Regions from separate parts of the Sus scrofa genome. Here region 1 is linked to region 2. A link is a contact called in public Hi-C data. All regions are on one chromosome and are shown on one strand. The core of a region is the stretch at or near the end of the contact, and the rest is flanking DNA. Distances in the headings are between cores, read along the strand shown. Region 1 holds the start of HSPB9 (heat shock protein beta-9). Region 2 holds the start of GHDC (GH3 domain containing).

Region 1 (4,439 bases), core at 647-3,146, 57 kb after region 2:
CCTTCTGGCCCTCTGCTGCCCCCTGCTGGAGCTGCTGGTTCAGGCAGTGCGCCAAGCCGAGTGAAACACTGCCCGCTCCCCCGCCCGCCTCCCCCGGAGGCCCCAAGAGGCCTGATGCATGGTGGGTCACGATCTTAAGGCGCCTTTCCTGCCACCCTCGGAGCCCGCCACTCGGCCTCCCTCTCCCTTTGTAGCTCCACCTCTGACCCCGATCCCAAGAAAAGACCGTGGACACCGAGGCTGTTGCTCACTACGGTTGTTTACTGGGTCAGGCTAGTTTGGAACCCTTCTTAGAGCCGCGGCTCCTGAGTCTTGGGGCCGGTCCTGTTTGGGCTTCAGGGCAAGGCAGCGCCCGGCACTGGCCTCGAACACACAGCTGGCCAGAGGGTGTCAGGCAGCAGGTCATGGCGGCGGGATCCAGGCCTGGTGGTAGTGGCATTTGCTGGTGCACCTTCTGTGCCATGCGGAAGCCGCTCCCATCTGGGCTGCAGCCCTCCAGTTGCCGTTGGCCGGTCACCATCAGGCATCCACCGTCCACCTGAACCACCAGCTCCTCGGGGGTGAAGCCATGGGCATACATCTTCATCTGGAAGCCATCCTCCGCATGGACGTTGTCCCGCATAGCTGCCACATCGTCCGTGAGCTGCTGCACTGGCAGGGTGGCCACCTGGTTCTGTTCAGTGAAGGCAACGCTGGCACATCGGGAAGCTGACTGGCTCCCGTTGGGGAGACCGCTACTGACCCGCTGCATCCGAGAGAGCAACTGCTGGTGAAGAGCGCGAGGCTCCGAATGTAGCGCTCGGCTAGGGCGTGGGGGCCCCCGGGAGCGGGGGCCTCGGGCCGGAACGGCTGCACTCCCGCTCCCGCGGCGCCTGCTCTGTTGAGGGGGCTCCCCTGGCTTCCGGCAAGTTTCGCTTCCGCGGAATTTGGGATCAGCTATGCACATAGCTCCACGAGTCAGGTTGGCAACCGCTCTGACGCCTCCGCGGCTGCTTTTATCCCGGATCCTGCCCCTTGCTCGGGCCCTTCCCCAACTCCGTCAGAGGGCCCTGGCCTGCCGGGGCTGTGACCCAAACGGATAGGCCAAAAGAGGCCGGCGGCCTGTGAGCCCCACCCTGGAGCCGTCAGCAGCACGAGCAGAGATGAGATTGAGCCGCCCGGCTCATGCCCTTGCGAGAATCCGGCCTGGGGGCAAGCGGGGCCTGCCCTCTGAACAGAGCATCAGAGTGTGACTACAGGGTCATCCATTCTAGGAATGTCCTTCCGATCTCTGACCATGCACAATCCTGCGACACATAGGGTTTGGAAGGTGGACGCACCTTCCTGGTTTCCTTCATTCATCTGACCCTGGGCCTACTGGTGGCAGGCGCAGAGCTGGGCTCTGGCACCAGTGCCCACGGTGTGAGAGGAGAGCCACACCCATAGGCCCTCCTCTGCCTCTACCTCATCCCCACCTCTGCAGTTTTTTGAGGGGCCACAGCCATTATTCTGGCCCTCAGTGCTTTTATGATAAGCCTTTTTTTGTTGAAGTAAAACAGAAAAATGCACAAAGAGAACACACACTCGTGTAACCCCTCCACAGGTCAAGAAATAGTATTGTTGCTATTTAATCGCCACCCCAGCTGCAGGTCCGCGTCCGGAGGTACGCGGGACAGGGTCAGTGTGGGGACGGGAGGGAGCGAGGCAAGAAGCCGAAGCGACTCTAGGCCCTCCAGGTCTACACCTTCTCTCCCGGGCTTGGGAGGCGAGACCCCGGAGAAGCCTGCTTTGTGGGATGCTTCTCCCTGTTCCCACCAGGACAGCAATCTAGACTATCTTGGAAGCCTTCCGTAGAGATTACAAGTTTAGAGGAGTCCATCTGGGGTGCTAGGTAGGGCCTCACTTGGCTGTCCCGGATTTAAGAAAGAGGACAGAAAAGTCTGGAAGCTGGAGGCGAAGAGCGGCTGTGAAAAGACTACAACTCCCATCATGCTCCAAGGTAGCGACGCCTGCGCACCGAACGCCGGTTGCCCATGCGGCCCTAGGGCTGGGAGCGCCGCGCCGCGCCGCGCTCCGCAGCGGGGGAGGCCATGGCGGAACCTTCCCAGGCCTCGACCCCGGCCCCAGCCGCTCAGCCGCGTCCCCTTCAGTCCCCAGCCCCCGCCCCAACTCCGACTCCTGCTCTCAGCCCTGCTTCGGCCCCGACTCCGGCTCCCACTCCGGCACCAGCCCCCGCCCCAGCTGCAGCCCCAGCCGGGAGCACAGGGACTGGGGGGCCCGGGGTAGGAAGTGGGGGTACCGGGAGCGGGGGTGATCCGGCTCGCCCTGGCCTGAGCCAGCAGCAGCGCGCCAGCCAGAGGAAAGCGCAAGTCCGGGGGCTGCCGCGCGCCAAGAAGCTTGAGAAGCTAGGGGTCTTCTCGGCTTGCAAGGTGGGGGCGGGGCCTGGGGCGAGAGGGGGCGGGGCTTGGGGCATCCCAGGGCTCGGGTGGGCAAGGGGGCAAAGCTCTGATTGGGGAGCGCTTCTCGTCCCGGGGTTACAGGGTTATTGACGGATCCTTCTGTCTCCAGGCCAATGAAACCTGCAAGTGCAATGGCTGGAAAAACCCCAAGCCCCCCACTGCACCCCGCATGGACCTGCAGCAGCCAGCTGCCAACCTGAGCGAGCTGTGCCGTAGCTGTGAGCACCCCTTGGGTAAGGCAGTACCCTTGGAACTGGGGTGGGGGTGGAGGTCTTGGGTCCTGCTTGGACAGGATGACTTAAGTGCCACACAACTTCATCTTTGAGAGATCCGAGATGCTTCCTGAGGAGGCATTGGGTTGGGAGGAGAAAGGAGATCTCTCAGTCCAGAAGAGAGACCACCCAGGGCTGACACAGGAGCCCGCAGTCTCATTGCCGGTCACCCTGGTCGGAGGGACTGAGGATGCGTCTTGGCTGGTGGTGAAGAGGAGCAGGAAGCCCTGTCGATCCCTTCTATCAGTTTTCCACAACCACCACTTGTCCTTACAGCTGACCACGTGTCCCACCTGGAGAATGTGTCAGAGGATGAGATTAACCGGCTGCTGGGGATGGTGGTAGATGTGGAGAATCTGTTCATGTCTGTTCATAAGGAGGAGGACACGGACACCAAGCAGGTCTATTTCTACCTCTTCAAGGTGAGCTTCCTTGAAGGAAGAGTGTGAGTGGGCAGAGGAGGGAGGGTGGGGGGGGTCTGCCTTTCTGTGCTCCGCTGACTTCTACTCCTCCCTCTTCCTCTTCCTCCAGCTCCTGCGGAAGTGCATCCTGCAGATGACCCGGCCCGTGGTGGAGGGATCCCTGGGCAGCCCCCCTTTTGAGAAGCCTAATATCGAGCAGGTGGGACAAGGAAGGTGGTAAGATGGTTGGAGGTATAATGGAGGAGTGGGGAGCCAAGCTGGGGACAGGGGACAGGTTCAGAGAAAGGAAGAGGCCTTGCGCTAACTTCAGGGTGGGTGTGAAGGTGGGAGGAGGTGTGATTTCTCAGAGAAGGCCCTCCAGAGCCGGAGCCCCAGAGAGCCTTGCGCTCTGCCCTCAGGAAGCACCCCCCTACTTCTGGATCAGAAGTCCCTGCCAGTGGCTCACGCCTCCTCCCCTGTTTTGTCCCCCGCTCGCCCCCACCTCCTCAGGGTGTGCTGAACTTTGTGCAGTACAAGTTTAGTCACCTGGCTCCCCGGGAGCGGCAGACGATGTTTGAGCTCTCGAAGATGTTCCTGCTCTGCCTTAACTACTGGAAGCTTGAGACGCCCGCCCAATTCCGGCAGAGGTCTCAGGCCGAGGACGTGGCTACCTACAAGGTCAATTATACCAGGTAGGTCCAGCCAGGGACGGCGCAGGGGAGGCTTGTAGGTGTCTGCTCTCACTCAGCAACCCACTCCCCACCACCACCACAGATGGCTCTGTTACTGCCATGTGCCCCAGAGCTGCGACAGCCTCCCCCGGTACGAGACCACTCACGTCTTTGGGCGAAGCCTTCTCCGCTCCATCTTCACCGTCACCCGGCGACAGCTGCTGGAGAAGTTCCGGGTGGAGAAGGACAAGCTGGTGCCTGAGAAGAGGACCCTCATCCTCACCCACTTCCCCAAGTAAGGTTTGTTCTGGCCTATCAGGATCTTGCACCGTGTTCGCATCCTCCCTGTGGCCCCCGCTTTTTCCAGGAAGACTTCCTGGGTTGGTCTCTCTTTTCTCTCCATGAGCCTTCTGGGATCTGGGCCTCTGGCTGACGACTTACCCACGGCCCAGATGCCACTCGCTAGCTATTTCCCCTTTCACGTCTTGGTCTGGGGATGGCAGGTGCATGGCCCAGGTGCTGATACTGTCCCCACCCACCTCCCGATGGACGTGACTAATTGTTTCCCATGGGGCATGGATGCAGCTCAGAATCCTCACCACAGCACTCTAAGAAACCAGAACTTACACCTGTGAAACCGACTTCCACCCTGCACTA
Region 2 (4,338 bases), core at 1,272-3,771:
AAGGATCCGGTATTGCCGTGAGCTGTGGTGTAGGCCGACAGCTGCAGCTCCCATTTGACCCCTAGTCTGGGAACCTCCACATGTCACAGGTGTGACCCTAAAAAGACCAAAAAAAAAAAAAAAAAAAAAAGGAAGGGAATTTTGACACATGCTACAATATGGATGAATCGTGAAGACATTGTGTTAAGGGAAATAGAAAGTATTGTATGATTCCCCTTATATTAGGCACCTACAATCATTAAATTCATAAAGACAGAAAATAGGATAGTGGATACCAGAGGCTGGGGGAAGCAGGAATGGGGAATTATTGTTTCATGAGCATAGTTTCAGTTTGGGAAGATGAAAAAGGGTTGGTGCTAGACAATGGTGATGTCTGTACAACAGTGTGAATGTACTTAATGCCACCGAAGTGGATGCATAAATATGGTTAAAATGGTAACTCATGTATGGAGTTATCCTTGTAACTGACCAGTATCCATCCCTGGCCTGTCAGTGGGTTAAGGATCCGGCATTGCCGTGAGTTGTGGCGTAGGTTGCAGATGTGGCTCAGATGTGGCGGCTATGGCTCTGATTCTACCCCTTAGCTTGGGTACCTCCATATGCTATGGATGTGGCCCTAAAAAGGCAAAAAAAAAAAAAAAAAAAAAAACCTCTGTGTTCTCTGATTCCATTTACATGAAATGTCCAGAATAGGCAAATCTATAAAAAGAGACTATAGATTTGAGGCTGCTTAGCACCAGGGGTGGAGAGGGATTGGGTTTGTTAGCTCAAAGGCCTGGGGTCATTTTGGGGGTGATGAAAATGTTACAAAATTGATGGTATTGAACATACCTATGAATACGCTAGAAACCATTGAATTGTACACTTTTTTTTTTTTTTTTTTTTTTTTTTTTTTTTTTTTGCTGCCCTGCGGCATATGGTATTCCCGGGCCAGGGATCAGATCCCAACCACGGTTGTGCAGCTGCGGCAAAGACAAATTCTTAACCTGATGTGCCAGGTCGGGCTTCAAACCTGCATCCCAGCGCTGCAGAGATGCCGCCAATCCTGTTGCACCACAGCGGGAACTCCTGAACTAGACCCTTTAAATGGGTGATTCGTATATGTAAATGTGTAAATTATATCTAATAAGGCTGTTATTTTTTTTAAAATCAAGTGCAAGGCCTAAATAAGAACTAAAAAGGAGTGAAAGCAAGGTGGGGTAGCCAGATAGAGCAGACCTGTGCAAAGGAGCTCAGCTGTGAAAATAAGAGAGTTTGCAAGACAGAGGGCTTTTAGCGTCTGAGAGCCTGGGTCAAGGGCACAGGAGGAGAGAGGACTTAACCGTGGGACTGCCTCCTGCCATAACGATAGGAGAAGTTTGTGTTTATTGTGATAAAACCAATAAGCTAACCCAGGTGGTGGCCCCAATTACCAGGTAAAGTTAGTTATTTTGAGAACACCTGTTAGCAGGTGGCGTCTGCCCGGCTCTGGCTTTAAAGGGGAGCGAGGTTTTTTTGGTCTTTGCAGTTTCAGCTGATTGCCTGCGACGCATCTCACTCCAATTTAATGCTTATTCAATAACGAAAGCATTTTCTTTCTCTACCACCTTTTTGGAGAGCAATTCTGGATTGGAGAAAATTCTGGGTTTTGTTTGTTTGTTAGTTTGTTCATTTGTTTTGGCTGCCCCACAGCATGTGGAATTCCTGGCCCAGGGATCAGATCCAAGCCACAGTTGTCGCATACACCCAATCTTTAACCCACTGTGTTGGGCCAGCGATCAAACTTGTGTCCCATTGTGCTACAGTAGGAATTCCAAAAATTCTGTTTCTTAACAGTTCTCAAATCTAATGAATAGTGAGACTTTTGTCAATGAAGCTTATGATGAACAGGAATTGTTAACCTCTTTACAAACTGACTAATCTGATTTAAAAAAAAAAAAAAAAGGAGCTGAGATACCTCAATAAAAGTCTGTTTATTAAAAAAAAAATTTGGAAAGTTCCCGTCATGGTTCAGCAGAAGTGAATCTGACTAGCATCCATGAGGACACAGATTCAAGCCCTGCCCTCGCTCAGTGGGTTAAGGATCCGGTGTTGCTGTGAGCTGTGGTGTAGGTTGCAGATGCGGCTTGGATCTGGCATTGCTGTGGCTATGGCTGTGGCCAGCAGCTGTAGCTCCAATTCGACCCCTAGCCTGGGAACCTCCATGTGCCACGAGTGCGGCCCTAAAAAGACCAAAAAAAAAAAAAAAAAAAAATGAAGCAAATTTGAACCTACTTCAGGATAGGGTGCACCCCACTCCCCACTCAAGCTGATTGGAGGCAGTCTTTTCACACTCAGCTTCCTCTTCCTTCACATGCTACTCTGGCCCTAACCTCCCTCCACCTGCCAGCTTGGGCCAGCTCCCAGCCCGGCAGTCCTTAGGTGACCTGCCCCTTTAAGAGCTCCCCCCCTTCCCAGCACCTCCCTCAGGCCCAGCAGCCGGATTTCCCGGTCCAGGCCCAGCCCTTTAAAGTCGTGGCCCCAGCTTTCTGGCCCGCTGTGCACTGAGGCTGTACGGAGCACTGCGGGGACCCTGGGTGCCTGGCGGAGGCACATTTGGGCTGTGACAGGTGCATGTGGGACATGGAATCACTGCTCGGGGCTCAGGGGGAGACACGATGCTGGGAGAGGGTAGGTCCTGGACAAAGCAGAGCCACTCGGGAATGGACCAGGCGTGTCATCGGTTAGGCAACCGCTGTGTGCCAGGCACCGTGCCATGCCTTCCCTGCACCTTCTGAAGGGTGTTATTACTCCCATCTTACAGACAGGGGAAGGGGACGGAGCTCAGAGCGGCGAGCTGAGATCCCCAGGGCCAGCCAGCTAACCAGGGGCAGAGCCAGGATCCCGATTCAGGTCAGTGTGGCCCCAGAGCCCTGATGTTCTCTCCTCTGCGTCTCACCTGCCTGACAGGGGTCCTGGCTTCTCGAACCTCCATTTTAACTGATTCCCCCCAGGGGGAGGGGCGGGGGAGGAAACGGATGGTCCCCGCCTCCTCCTCACAATCCCTCGATGCGGAGGCCTTCCTCCTCCTAGGGAGCGGCTTAGAGATGCTGCTGCTGCTGCTGTTCCTGCTGTTGCTGCTACTGCCTCCACTGGTGATGCTCTGGTGGTGGCACTCCCAGGATGCCAGGCTGTCCTGGCTTGTCTGCCTCCAGCACCGTGTAGCATGGAGGGTCCTGTGCTGGGCAGCTGCCTGGCAGCAGAAGAGGCTGGAGCAGAGCACGCTGCACGCAGGCCAGAGTCAGCAGCAGGCCCTGAGATGGTGTCTGCAGCGGGCCCAGGGTCCCTGCTGTCCCCTCAGGGGGAGCACAGGTGTGTTTCCCAAGGCGTGGGGAGGTGGCCCAAAGAGAAAGAAACCCCATAGGACAGTCAGATTCCAAAACCTGAAAACCTCCCTCCCCGCTTCTTCTGCCAACACAGAGGGGCCTGACCCAGAGATCTGACCCAGGCTAAGGAATGGTCAAGAGAATTTTCCCATCCTGGGTCCTGGTAGCCCCTCATCCCCCAGGCCTATTCCGGGTTCCTTCCTCAAGGATGTCACCCGTCTTGGCCTGAAACTCTTGGGAACTCTGTGGCTTCATAAAGATTTTGTGATGTCTTTGGGGCTACAGATATAAGCACCTTCCGGAATCATCTTCCACTGACCAAGGCCAGCCAGGTCCAGGAGGAAGAGGGTAGGGGGCAGGTCTTGCCCCCTACCTCAAACCAGTACTGTGGGGAGGCCTCTCTGCAGGTAAACTGGGAAGGCTGGAGCCCGACCCCACCAGAGACCCCCCTAATTGCAGCCAAACCCTCCCATCAGGATGGGGGGGGGGACCCAAACCCAGAATTCCCACTTAACTCAGCGCGTTAAGAACCTGACCAGTATCCATGAGGATTCAGGTTCAATCCCTGGCCTAGCTCAGTGGGTTAAGGATCCAGCGTTGCCATGAACAGATGCAGTTTGGATCGGGCATTGCTGTGGCTGTGGAATAGGCCAGGGCTCTAGCTTCCATTTGACCCCTAGCCTGAGAATCTCCATATGCCGTGGGTGTGGCCCTAAAAAGAAAAGGGAAAAAAAAAAAATCCACCGAAGTGGGGGCTCAGGGTCTGGTTCAGGTCCAAGGCCAATGCTGTCTCTTGTCTCTCTCCAGGCCACCTTGCTGGGTCTGGTAGCGCTAAACAAGGCCTATCCAGAAGTGCTGGCTCCGGGAGGCACAGCCCGTGTGACCCCTTCCTCCCCTTGGCCCTACCCCCTCCCCTGGCCTTGGCATGCCCTGGGCCAGGTGGGCCCTACCAGAGCCAAGGACCCTGGGGCTTTGCTGCTGGAGGCACTGAGGT

The links. Hi-C and Micro-C count contacts between places; a contact is called where the count stands out from the background.
Region 1: a Hi-C map of liver shows a contact between it and region 2, with 1.8 times the contacts expected there. The contact joins the promoter of HSPB9 here to the promoter of GHDC in region 2. A contact is called at or near these places in 5 of 5 promoter capture datasets (fetal liver, fetal skeletal muscle, liver and 1 more), 31 of 47 Hi-C or Micro-C datasets (adipose tissue, alveolar macrophages, blood and 16 more) and 2 of 2 datasets of contacts at active chromatin or transcription factors (alveolar macrophages and skeletal muscle).

The regions. Positions count from the first base shown.
Region 1 is chr12:20,636,499-20,640,937 of Sscrofa11.1, forward strand. HSPB9 (heat shock protein beta-9) reads right to left here and starts at 1,897. Exons shown (of 1, transcript XM_003131404.4): 1 at 241-1,897. The coding sequence starts at 946. The coding sequence ends at 269. It overlaps KAT2A (histone acetyltransferase KAT2A), which reads left to right and starts at 1,995. Exons shown (of 18, transcript XM_013980960.2): 1 at 1,995-2,408; 2 at 2,548-2,671; 3 at 2,987-3,132; 4 at 3,242-3,331; 5 at 3,622-3,803; 6 at 3,886-4,077. The coding sequence starts at 2,070.
Region 2 is chr12:20,578,507-20,582,844 of Sscrofa11.1, forward strand. It overlaps GHDC (GH3 domain containing), which reads left to right and starts at 2,522. Exons shown (of 10, transcript NM_001246239.1): 1 at 2,522-2,649; 2 at 2,783-2,871; 3 at 3,052-3,330; 4 at 3,630-3,751; 5 at 4,152-4,338. The coding sequence starts at 3,066.